Regions from separate parts of the Mus musculus genome. Here all the other regions are linked to region 1. The links are chromatin contacts, called in public HiChIP or PLAC-seq maps. All regions are on one chromosome and are shown on one strand. Each heading gives the region's core, a stretch centred on a gene start, on an enhancer-like site or on the middle of the called end of the contact. The rest is flanking DNA. Distances are from core to core; before and after follow the strand shown.

Region 1 (2,700 bases), core at 30-2,529:
TGCTTGCAGGTGAAAGCCCCAACTCCCAACACGGCCAGGAACGCGGCCCGCCACCGCGCCACCGCCCCCTCCCCCCCCCCCCCCCGCGACCCCGATCTGTTCCAAGCTGGACTGAAGCATGGGGCTGAAGTTGTAGGAAGTCTGGCCCTTAGGCCAGCGGAGAGACTACCCTATTTTGTAGTGTGAAATGTTAAATTCTCCCCACAATTGGAAGGTGGATGTAAAGAGTGGAGACAAGAGACGGGAATTCAATAGTAAGTCTAAAAAGTCTAATAGGATCTGGGGTGGGAAGAGCAAGCATGCACGGTAAAGAATTACGAGCACGTTATTTGAGTCTCTAAGAGACCCCATGGGGGGAAGAGGTAGGGAGATTCTAAAGGTCGAAAGAGCGAGTTCTCTGAATTTCAAACGGGTGTAGAAATGGGACCCTCCCGAAGGAAAATGCCTAAACTTTCCACAATATGATCACTGGGAAGGGAACTTCAGCTAGGGCTTTATTTTGGGTTCTTCGGCCCGAGGTACTGCAGAAAAGCCTGAAAGCAGGTTTATGAAAGTCTGGAAAACGAAAGAGCTTAGAGCAGACTATTTGGAGCAGGAAAAGGAAGGTTATGTGGGTCGGGGTAGGCGTGTCCGAGGGTGGGAACAGGTGCAGCTTATCTATGCCCCCCAGACCGCGATCCCGAGGAAGGTTAGCTGCGTGTTATCTGGGTCTCCAGGGAGTCTGGGGGGTCCAGACTAGGGGACCCTCAGGCTGAGTTTCCAGGTCTAGGAATGGAGGGAGCCTGAAAGGCTTGTTCCGGTCCCCTGGGCACAGGTCTGAGGTCCGGGGAACGTTTTCGTCACTACGGGGCCTATCGGGGGCCCGGCTAGAGCAAAGGGGGCCCCTACTCAGGGGTGTGGGCGACCGCGCTGGGCGGCCCGAAGTGAGGGGCGCCGCCGCTCCGAGAGCCGGGCGTGTGGGCGCAGCGCGACGGCCTCCCGCCCCGCTCCCCACCATCCCCCAGGACCCTCGCCGGCACTCACTGCGCTCGGGACCCCGCGCTGCGGGCCGGGCCGCGCTCGGGCTCCGCCAGGCCCGCTCAGGCCCCGGTAGTGGCGGCGGTCGGGCCATTGTGCGGTGCATTGTGGGAGCCGCGCGAGCGGGCGCTCGGGTCGTGGAGGGGGCGGTGCCGCGGGCTCTCTATGGTCCCGCCCGCCCGCGGGCTAGAGAGGCCCAGCCGGCGCGCGGGCGGCGCGCGGGGAGCACTGGGAGCGGGGCGGCCACTCGCGCCTCTTCTTCCCTCCCACCCCCTCCCCGCCTCCGGGCCGTGGCACTCTGGGGCTCTGCCGTCGACATGGGCGCCGCCGCGTGGGCACCGCCACACCTGCTGCTGCGGGCGTCTTTCCTGCTTCTGCTGCTGTTGCTGCCGCTCCGCGGGCGGTCAGCGGGCTCCTGGGACCTGGCCGGTTACCTGCTCTACTGTCCCTGCATGGGTAAGGCCTCCGGAACCCTCTGCTTAAACGGAGAAACTGAGGCGGAGGAGGCGGAGCCACTTCTCTGAGGCGCCCGGAGACTTCTCAGGTCCAGAGGAGAACACCAGAGAGGGGCAGGGCCTGTGTTCTTCCCTGCCCTACTTGCCTGGGTACAGAGGACCCATTGGTGTTCAACTTGCCATTCGACAGATGGGAGAAGTTAAGTGACTCACTCGAGGTCTAATCAGTCTCAGATCAGTAGATGGAGTTTGTAGGACAAGACCTGCCCGCACTGTCTCGTGGCAATTCTTGCATTCATTCAGCAAAGAATTTATATGCCCCCCCCCCTTTTTTTTAATGTCCCAGGCGCTGTTGTCTGTGCTGGTGGTGAATGAAACAGATAAATCTCATAGGATTCTTCATTTTAGGAAGACAGACAATAAAAAGTTTTTAAGTGCGTGCAGAATTTGTACAAGATGATTCAAACTGGGGTAATAAAAGATAACCAAGGACTCCTAAGAACCAGCGGAGGGATGCAACTTAAATGCAGTCGTGGATCATCATTATATAATCCATCCCTTCTCTCAATCCTTGAGTAGCTTGCATTCCTGACCATGGCCATCATCTGATGGCCTGACCTTGCAAGATTGGCTCCACTCTTCTCCACACCCCTTCTCCCATGGCCCTCTGGCTACAGCCATAGTAACCGGCTTTCTATTGCTTACAGACATAAAGGTCTATGAGCTATTCTTCTCGGAGTACCTTCCTATAATTTCTGCTAACTCTTTCTCATCCTTGAAGTCTCAACATACGTGTCACCAAAGAGGACTCCATTGACCTCTCTACTTGTCATTTCCTGAGTCTCCCTGTCACCAAACCTTTTCATTTTTTCCCTTGCAATCATCAAAATATACCATAAGGAATTTGTTTTCATGTTTAGTGTCTCCTAACCTGAATTAGAATGGAATGCCTTGAGGACAGAAACCTTATCCTTCTGATTTTATATTATAACATCTAGCACAGTACCTGGCACATTTCAGCCTTGCAGTGTTTCTGGAATGGATGAATGGCTGCCATATTGATGATAGCCAAATGTGCTTGCATACAACTTTAATCTCAGCACTAGAAGCCAGAGGCAGGTGGATTTCTGTGAGTTTAAGGCCAACCTGATCACATAGAGAATTCCAGAGTAGCCAGGGCTACATAGTGAGACTCTGGCAAAACAAAACAAACAAAAACCAGATAGAC
Region 2 (2,700 bases), core at 152-2,651, 170 kb after region 1:
TGCTAAAGGAAGTCAGCACAGCTCTTTATTGGGAAAAGAAGTTGGCCTCTGTGGTTGTACTGTTGTTGTTTTTTAATTTTAATTTTTATGTGCATTGGTGTTTTGCCTGCATGTGTGCCTATGTGAGGGCGGCAGATCTCCTGGAACTGGAGTTACAGACAGTTGTGAGCTGCCATGTACGTGCTAGGAATTAAGCCCAGGTATTCTGGAAGAGCATCCAGTGCTCTTAAAACTGCTGAGCCATCTCTCTAGCCCCTGACTGGACAGTTCGTAAACACAGTTATTTTTCCCCATTTGACCAGAGAATGTAGATAGTTTGCTAAAAAGTTTCCTTGGGGATAGGGGTGTAGTTCAGTGGGTAAAGTACCCTCCCTACCACAAAAATAAATAACAGGTTAGAGAGAGAGAGCACTCCGCCGGGGGTTGGTGAAGTATCCCAAGATGGCTGGGCATAAACTTGCTCTAAAAACCATTGATTAGGTATCTTTTGTGTAGCTCATGCCCCAAAACCAGAAGGCAGTTGGAAATGCCCTGAAGTCCTGGAATGAGACCCTCCACCCCAGGTTGGCTAGTTTGTCTGAGAAACCACCTGCGATTGACTGGGCTTACTACAGGGCCAATGTGGCCAAGCCTGGCTTGGTGGATGACTTTGAAAAGCAGTATAATGCCCTGAAGATCCCTGTGCCTGAGGATAAACACACAGCCCTGGTGGACAAGAGGAGACGGGGGATGTGAAGAGCTGTGCTGAGTTTGTGTCTGGACCTCAGCTCAGGACCCAGGAGTGTGAGAAGCAGCTGGAGAAAACGAGGAACATAATTCCCTTTGACCAGATGACCAGTGATGACTCAAATGAGATCTTCCCAGAAACCAAGCTGGACAAGAAGAAGAAGTACCCGTACAGGCCCTACCAGCCCATTGAGAACCTATGAAGCAGCCTGGGACGGAGCCCCGGCCGACATGAAATAAAACATTTAAATAGTGAAATAAAATAAGTAAATAAATAAAATAAATAGCAATGCTCTTGGAATTAAGATATAGAACAGTGAAGTCTGTTAAAATCAAATATGGGAGGAAAAAGAGATGTGTATGTCAAAAACAGAGCCCAGCAGGCGAGTGGCTTCCATGGTGGCAGCTTCTGCCAGCTTCTAGATATCCCAATTGCAAGACTTGGAGGGGATGAAATAGATTTGATTTTCTCTGGTTGCTTTTGATCTAGGCAATGCCTGGGGGTAGCAGAGGCCACCTGCCACTGTCAGAGGTGGCCCCAGGTTTCTTTTCCCCCCTCTATCCCCAAATCTCAGCTCACTGTTCACTGCTGCTTAGAGAGCTCCCCAGCCCTCCAGTCCCTGATCTGATCTGGAGCCATTTCTGTACAGGCTCCAGTTACAGCTGGATTCTCAGGTTGCTAGTGGCCCCTAGTGGGCTAGTATGGGCACAAGCTGCCTAGTACCCCGGGTTAGAGGGACGGGGTCTGATTTTATCTGAGCTCATTTCTATCTCCAGTGACAACATGAGCAAAGTGAGGAGGATGAGCCATTAGCAGAGCTGTGGTAGGGTCCAAGCAGAAGCAAACAATCACCTGAAAGGCTGTGACTGGCAGGACAGTGGGAAGGAGGGATGGCTCTGTGACCCAGTAGCTACTGCTTATTTTCCCCAGCTGCTGGAGGCACTAGTGCTCATGGGAAAAGGCTGTTCCTAGCAAGGAGGAAAATGACCAGATCTCAGTCCTACCCATCTTCAAGGAAGCAGAATGTTCAGAGATGGGATTCATGGAGCAGATAGCTGCCTCCTGATCTCAGCTCTGGCTGTTGGTCGTGTCTTTCAGGACTCATACACTTGTGAGAGGCCAGGGAGCCACCACAACTGTGGTCCTAACACAGGCCATGCTGCATGTACCAGGTAAAGTTTTACCATGTGCTGCCCGGGCATGACTGGGCACCAGGTTATACCTTCCTCCATAGCCACTTAGTACTAGTGTTCCAGAGCATTCTAACTTTCCTGATCCTGAAACCCACGTCAGATACTCTAACTCTAGCAAAGGGACTGGAAGGAGAGTGGCTCTGGATCAGCCATTCTACCCCTGGTGTGCACCATGCTGGCCTGGCTCTAGGGATTAGGCCAGCCAGCCTCTTATTTTAGGTTAAGACGCATTAGAAGGGATGAGAGGCTAAGCCCAGGCAGGAACCTTCCAGACACCAGCACTTCCTTCCCAGTTGTGGGGCACAGTAAGCATGCAAGATGAAGCAAGGGGTGGGTGGAGATGGCCTGGCCTTTCTACCAGGGCTAGGAACCGGCCCTCTTCCTTGCTACCCAGGAACAGTCAAGGGGTCTCCTAAACCCAGAGCTCGCCTGCCAGAAAGTGCTTTTTCTTCTACCTGCCCCCTTAAGACAGCAGCTTGATGTCTTCACTTTCCTTCACTCCTTGGCCCCTGAATAACACAGAGGCACACTGCCTCTGCCCTGTCCCTGAAAACATTTTCATCACAGGGTTGGACAGAACAGGATGATGGAGGCCAGACACAGGTCACAGCCCTTGTATGCCTAGTAGCCCCCTGACCCTTCTCTCCCTGTTGCCCCTGCTAGAGAAGGTCTTGATGGCTGATCTGCCCCCATGTAAGACAGAATACCTCATGCCACCAGAGGTGTAGGAGGAATCTGTCTTCCCCCTCTTCCTCCCTCCCTTGGGGTGGGGAGTGGCAC
Region 3 (2,700 bases), core at 115-2,614, 220 kb after region 1:
AGATGACTGTAATGGTTGTTTATCAATGTGATTTGATGAAGTTGAGGCCACTTAACACACTTAAAAATAGTTTAAATGTAACATGTATATGCCAAAGCCTATGCTTTCCCCCTTTTTTGTTAGCTTTTGTTAGCTTTGCTCTCCATTTTCTTGGGCTCTTCTAGCAAAGGACCAACTGGCCTCAAATTTACTATACATCTGTTGATGATCCTGAGTGTCAGAGACTCTTTCCTAGAGCTGGGACTGCAGGCACAGGTTATTATGGCACTGAGGACTGAGCCCAGGGCTTCGTGCTTGCTGGGAAAACACTCCATTAGAGTGCTATCTGAGCTACAGCCCAGCTCTTAAGATAGTTTTTGTTTCCTTTTGAAGTGAATGTGGTAGCTGAGGGGTGTGGAGGTGGGATGGGGGAGATGGCTCAGTGATAAAGATCTTGCTTAGCATGTGTGAGTCTCTATGTTCCATCCCCAGCACTACAAATAAGAAATCAATAGCTTTATAAAGTGCTCCTAATGTGCCCAGCCCAGTGCCTGCTGTGTCTTCCATCACTTGACCCCCTTAAAAGTGGGGGCAGTGAGATGATTCAGCAGAGAAGGGTAGCCACTGCCAAGTCTGACAGTCTCAGCTCAATCCAAGGAGCTACATGGTGAAAGCAGAGAACCATGCTCTGCAAGTGTCCTATGACCTCCACACTTCTGCGGTAGCACGCCACACTCCCCATATACACACATAAAATAGGCAAAGAAATTTAAATAAAAAGGATGAGCTAAAGAGAGCTCAGTAGTCCAGAACAAGCTCTTGCAAAGGACTCAAGTTCCCAGCTGGTGGCTCACATCCACTCACAACTCCAACTCCAAGGGGTTCTATATCTTTGGCCTCCCAGACACCAGCACACATGTGCACGTGCCCACACACAGACACACAATTTTAAATGTCTTAAAAAATGATGATCTAAGTATGTTCCTTTGACCTTCAAGTAACTGGAGGACAGAGAAGTAGAATGCCTTGGCTGGGCCGCACAGCTTCTAGGTGGTGGATCTACTGAAAACTTAAACCCAGGTTGAAGTGGGGGTGGTGCTCTGTCCTGACTGAGAACACTGCCCACTGTTTGCTTTGCAGGGAAGGAGGGAAAACCATCTGAAGACCCCAAGTGGGTCTACAGGTTCCAGGTGAAGAAGACTCAGAAAATCCTCTGGCACAGGTGACTGAACAGGAAGTAGTTCAAACTGCACCACTTCTCACTGCCATGAGAACAGTAAAACCTTTGAGACATCAACACTGAGGGAGGAAAGGCAGGTTGTAGACCGTTTTTACCTCTGGACAGAACATTTGGGGGGCAGTGGAGCTTCCAGGAAATGAAGCTAGCACAGGGAAGGAGGCAGGGTGGCCCTGCTTCCATGTGTGACTTATATGGTAGGATCTCCCTTTAGACACGTACCTCAAGAGCAATGGGGACAACAGGGGCCACTGAGGACAACAGGGACCACTGAGGCACAGGAGTCACAGGCACAGGGGCCACTGAGGCACATGGAGTCACAAGGCAGACATGGTGTCCATGGGTCCCTGCACCCTCACTAGGTTCCCCTTCCTGTTTCCTACTTTCTCATCTTAAGGCAGGCTCTCTCTCTCAGCTTCCCTGACCCCAGTTCCACAGAATGTACAAGTGATACCTGGAAACTTCACCTTCCAGAAGAAGAATCAGCAGCAGAAAAGTAAAAAAAAAAGGGAGGCGTGGCATGGCATGGGAGGTGGATGTTGGGGCATGGGGTGGGGGTGGGATTGCTGTGAGAGGTGGGGAGTGGGTCATGGGTTGGGGGTGGGGTTGGTGTGGGAGCTGTGGGGTGGGGGAATGGGGTGGGGGTGGGGTGGGAACTGTGGGATGTTCACAGCACTTTCTCTCTGCTTTCCACCCAAACACCTCTATCTAGGCAGTGCGCCTCAAACAGGCTTGGGGATGGGAAGGACATGGGTTTTTAATTATTTTAGTTACTGTGGTCTTTTTTTTTTTTTAATTGTTTATTTGTTTTACAACATCACTGTCCTCAGACCCATTAGAAGAGGGCATTGGATCCCATTACAGATGGTTATGAGCCACCATGTGGTTGCTGAGAATTGAACTCAGGACCTCTGGAAAAGCAGCCAGTACTCTTAAGCATTGAGCCATCTCTCCAGCCCTAGTGACTGTGATTTTTTTTTTTTTTTTTTTTTTTTTTTTTTTTTTTTTTGGTTTTTCAAGACAGGGTTTCTCTGGATAGCCCTGGCTGACCTGGAACTCACTTTGTAGACCAGGCTGTCCTGGAACTCAAAAATCTGCCTGCCTCTGCCTCCCAAGTGGTGACTGTGATTTTAAGCCTGACCATCAAATGTGTAGCACGAGAGTGATATGCAAGTTCTTTGTACAAAGGATCAACCGGACACACTGGACACAGAGCAGGCACCAGTTGACAGTCCCTCTGTGTTGAGGACCCACTAGCACTCACTGCTGAGATCTCTCTGCAGGCCCACACAATTAATTGCCTTGAGTTCCCCTTATCTTTCACAGAGCTGTGGTACCACGCAGGCACAGGCCAGGCCACCTCCTTAGCATCTTTACCAGTGCCTAGATCACAGAACAACAAAGGACAGATGAATGGAGGGTTGGATAATATATGTGTGAATATGCAAATGAGTAGATGACAGAATGTACAAGTGATACCTGGA
Region 4 (2,700 bases), core at 75-2,574, 130 kb before region 1:
GGTGGAACTCTAGAGCTGCTAACACCGCTCGCGCTCAGAATTCATACTTAAAACATAGTACTGCTAAACGCATGCCTACATGCACGCGTAAGCGAATGAATGAGAGATACTGGTGGTCTGGCCTGGCTAGAGGAGGGAGGACTCCTGTACGTTTCTGCAGGTGTGTGTTGCAGTTTAGAGAGTGTTGGTCCCTGTCGTTTTGAATGATGTCTCAGGCTGAGTGGAATATGCCATGCAAACAGGACCTCAGTGGTCTGCCAGTAAGACTTCCTCTCTTCAACTTGGGAGGTCCTCTGAGCAGTCCCATATTCAGCCCAGAATAAGGCAAAGAACTCCCGCGGGCGCCAGACTTTGCATGGAGTTTGAATAAGCGGTGGGTGGGCGGGTGGAGGGAAAACCGCTGCATGTGGGAGGGACCGAAGTGGAAGGGCGGTGGAGACCCACCAGAATCCTAGAGGGAGAGGTTAGACTTATCAGGGCGTGGTTAGACTTAAAGGGAGCTACATTCCTTCTGCGGCTGGTTTAGGATCTTTGAAAGGAAGGATAGGATCGGTTGATTGCTCCAGTGCAGGATTTAGGACCTATGGGATTAAGGTCTCGTAGGGGGCTGGTGGCTGTAGTACAAACTACGGAGAGAGAGGCCCTGGATTCCATTCTCTAGAACACACAAGCGCGCGCGCGCGCGCTCTCGAGATTAAAACCCTTTCAGAAAATTTGATTACAAATCTAGAGAATTTGTAGGGGTTAGGACTGGGAACAGAATAGAAAGTGAGATTGAAAATCTTTCCCCAGGAGGAGGCAGATGGTTTTGCAGGTAAAGACGCCTGGTGCCAAGCGTGGCTGCTTGAGTTCAGTCCCCGGAACTCGGAAGGTGGAAGGTAAGATCCTAGTCCTCCAAATTGTTCTCTAACCTCTACACCGCTCTGAGGCTCCAGGGTACTTACACACATACACGGAAACAATCAACCAGTCAAACAATAAACGTAAAATATTACAATTCTTTAGGGAATCCAAGGGTATTTGGTCTCTTAGGTAGGGGTCCAAAATCTCTGGGGATAGGGTTTAGAATCCTTTGGACAGGCTCATTACATCATGGGGGGCTTAAACGCACTAGTGGGGGAGGGGGACTGGGAATCTTGGGAGGGCGGGTCAAACCTTGGTGTCTGAGTAAGTCCTTCAAGGACTGGTTAGCGCCCTTGAGGACAGGGTTAGCAAAGAAATGCTGAAATTCTTTGGAGGTGAATTTAGAGCAGGAGACAAGAGAGCCAGAGTGGGAGTTAGGCTCTTAGAGGGCGGAGTCGGGGTATTTGGGGGCGGGGTTTGCATCACCCAGGGTGCGGCTAAGGCGCCCAGATGGCCAGTGAGCGCCACTGGGTTGCGGCTCCCAGCTTGCACTCCCCGCGGCGGCTCTCAGACGGGTGGGAGGGGACCAAAGTCGCCCGTGAAGGGGGCTCTGACCCGTTCCGAGCGCCAACGCAGCCTCTGTAGCCCGCAAGTCTTCGTCGCTTGCTCCGGGCTCTGAAGTCCGGGGCCACCAGGGGCCGCAGCGCTGGGGGGTCGGTCTAGCTGCGAGGATCCGGGCTGCCCACGAAGCGAAGGGCGGGCGCCCAGGTGAGTGCGGGGTGAGAGGGCGGGAATGGGACACACCCCCGTCCCCGAGAACGTGCAGACCTCGGGCTCCAGGGATCTGAGATCCTGGGCGAGCTGTGGGGGTGCCGAGGAAGGAAGAACCCGTCCTAGGAGCAACCGATCCCCGGCGGTGGGATGCGCAGTCTACGAAAGGTGGAGGGTACCCAGGTGGCCAGGTGAGGCGAATTGCCGCCACCCAGGGCGACCCTGGGATAGCCCTAGATAGAGGAAGCTCAGGCAGGGGAATGGCAGTGCTGAGCTGAGGCTTCTCTGTCTAACCAGGTTCCCCTTCTGCACACACACACACACACACACACACACACACCAAGAAGAAGAAGCTGGAGGGGAGGGAAAGGCCCGTTCAGTTCCCATTGATGGTGGGTGGGTGGCAGGTCACGCAGGTAGACAGCAGCCATGGCTAAAGGAACAGCCCGGCCAAGACAAGCCCATGCCTGCCACACCCAGGCCTGGCTATAGGTGTATATCTGAGTCCCCTCTTTTACATCTTCCCCTGCCTTCCCAGCTGAACCCCTAACAGGCGTACATCCAACTCCAGAACCTCTTACACAAAGACCACAATCTACCACCATCTCCTCTGTGTGACACTGGGGCATGTCACTGGCTACTCTCTGGATTCCAGCTTCCAACTCTGTAAAATGGGCTGTTTTACATTCATCTGAAGCTGAGTTGTCCAGAGAAGGGGAGCAGTGCTGCTGGGTACTGGAGAGAGAGCCTGGTTTGTCTGTGCCTCTGTTTGCATAGCTGCAGGATGGAGATGGTAAGAGGACAGGTTGAATGTTCCCTATCCAAACTACACCTGATCAGAGGGGTTTAGGATTTCCGAGTGTGGCAGAATTCTGTATGTCAAGTGCACAGCGAGGCATCCTGGAGTGAAAATTAGGTCTTAAAGAGACATTTGTGTATGTTACACGTGCTTCTGTATGTGTTCACTGGTTGGTGTGTACTCTGGGGTTCCTACACACGTGGAGGCCAGAGGACTCTATGTTGTTCTTCAAGCAAAGGCCACCTTGCTTTTGGAGACAGGGTCTATCATCGGCCTGGGGCTTTTGC

The links. HiChIP or PLAC-seq counts read pairs in DNA pulled down with a chosen protein or histone mark.
Region 2: an H3K4me3 HiChIP or PLAC-seq map of bone marrow-derived macrophages shows a contact between it and region 1, with 3 times the contacts expected there. The contact joins the enhancer-like site here to the promoter of Pofut1 in region 1. A contact is called at or near these places in 21 of 39 promoter capture datasets (the 3T3-L1 cell line, 3T3-L1-derived adipocytes, the HPC-7 cell line and 13 more), 4 of 15 datasets of contacts at CTCF or cohesin (CD8 T cells, the NIH/3T3 cell line, pro-B cells and 1 more), 14 of 484 Hi-C or Micro-C datasets (the N1E-115 cell line, the P5424 cell line, adipose-derived mesenchymal stem cells and 8 more), 20 of 115 datasets of contacts at active chromatin or transcription factors (CD8 T cells, the HPC-7 cell line, the SCID.adh cell line and 13 more) and 4 of 9 other capture datasets (adipose tissue, liver, macrophages and 1 more).
Region 3: an H3K4me3 HiChIP or PLAC-seq map of the SCID.adh cell line shows a contact between it and region 1, with 15 read pairs. The contact joins the enhancer-like site here to the promoter of Pofut1 in region 1. A contact is called at or near these places in 8 of 39 promoter capture datasets (the 3T3-L1 cell line, the HPC-7 cell line, cranial neural crest and 5 more), 8 of 115 datasets of contacts at active chromatin or transcription factors (the SCID.adh cell line, embryonic forebrain, embryonic limb bud and 4 more) and 5 of 9 other capture datasets (adipose tissue, embryonic stem cells, liver and 2 more).
Region 4: a contact with region 1 is called in an H3K4me3 HiChIP or PLAC-seq map of embryonic stem cells, with 16 read pairs. The contact joins the promoter of Hck here to the promoter of Pofut1 in region 1. A contact is called at or near these places in 1 of 39 promoter capture datasets (the SN4741 cell line), 1 of 484 Hi-C or Micro-C datasets (embryonic stem cells), 4 of 115 datasets of contacts at active chromatin or transcription factors (bone marrow-derived macrophages and embryonic stem cells) and 4 of 9 other capture datasets (adipose tissue, liver, macrophages and 1 more).

What each region holds. Positions count from the first base shown.
Region 1 is chr2:153,240,253-153,242,952 of GRCm38.p6, forward strand. Pofut1 (protein O-fucosyltransferase 1) reads left to right here and starts at 1,280. Exons shown (of 7, transcript NM_080463.3): 1 at 1,280-1,473. The coding sequence starts at 1,335. It overlaps Plagl2 (pleiomorphic adenoma gene-like 2), which reads right to left and starts at 1,106. Exons shown (of 3, transcript NM_018807.5): 1 at 1,024-1,106.
Region 2 is chr2:153,413,405-153,416,104 of GRCm38.p6, forward strand. The region is part of intron 10 of Nol4l (nucleolar protein 4-like); the gene reads right to left. It also overlaps the pseudogene Gm14472. Among named protein-coding and RNA genes, the nearest start is that of Asxl1, 69 kb to the left of the region's middle. Within about 2 kb of position 1,402, at least 16 of the 459 cell types and tissues checked have an H3K27ac peak or open chromatin away from gene starts, as enhancers often do. A contact at or near this core is called in bone marrow-derived macrophages and cortical glia, where this site is marked.
Region 3 is chr2:153,464,292-153,466,991 of GRCm38.p6, forward strand. All of the region lies in intron 4 of Nol4l (nucleolar protein 4-like), which reads right to left. Among named protein-coding and RNA genes, the nearest start is that of Nol4l, 64 kb to the right of the region's middle. Within about 2 kb of position 1,365, at least 3 of the 459 cell types and tissues checked have an H3K27ac peak or open chromatin away from gene starts, as enhancers often do. A contact at or near this core is called in the SCID.adh cell line, where this site is marked.
Region 4 is chr2:153,107,144-153,109,843 of GRCm38.p6, forward strand. Hck (hemopoietic cell kinase) reads left to right here and starts at 1,325. Exons shown (of 13, transcript NM_010407.4): 1 at 1,325-1,611. The coding sequence starts at 1,550.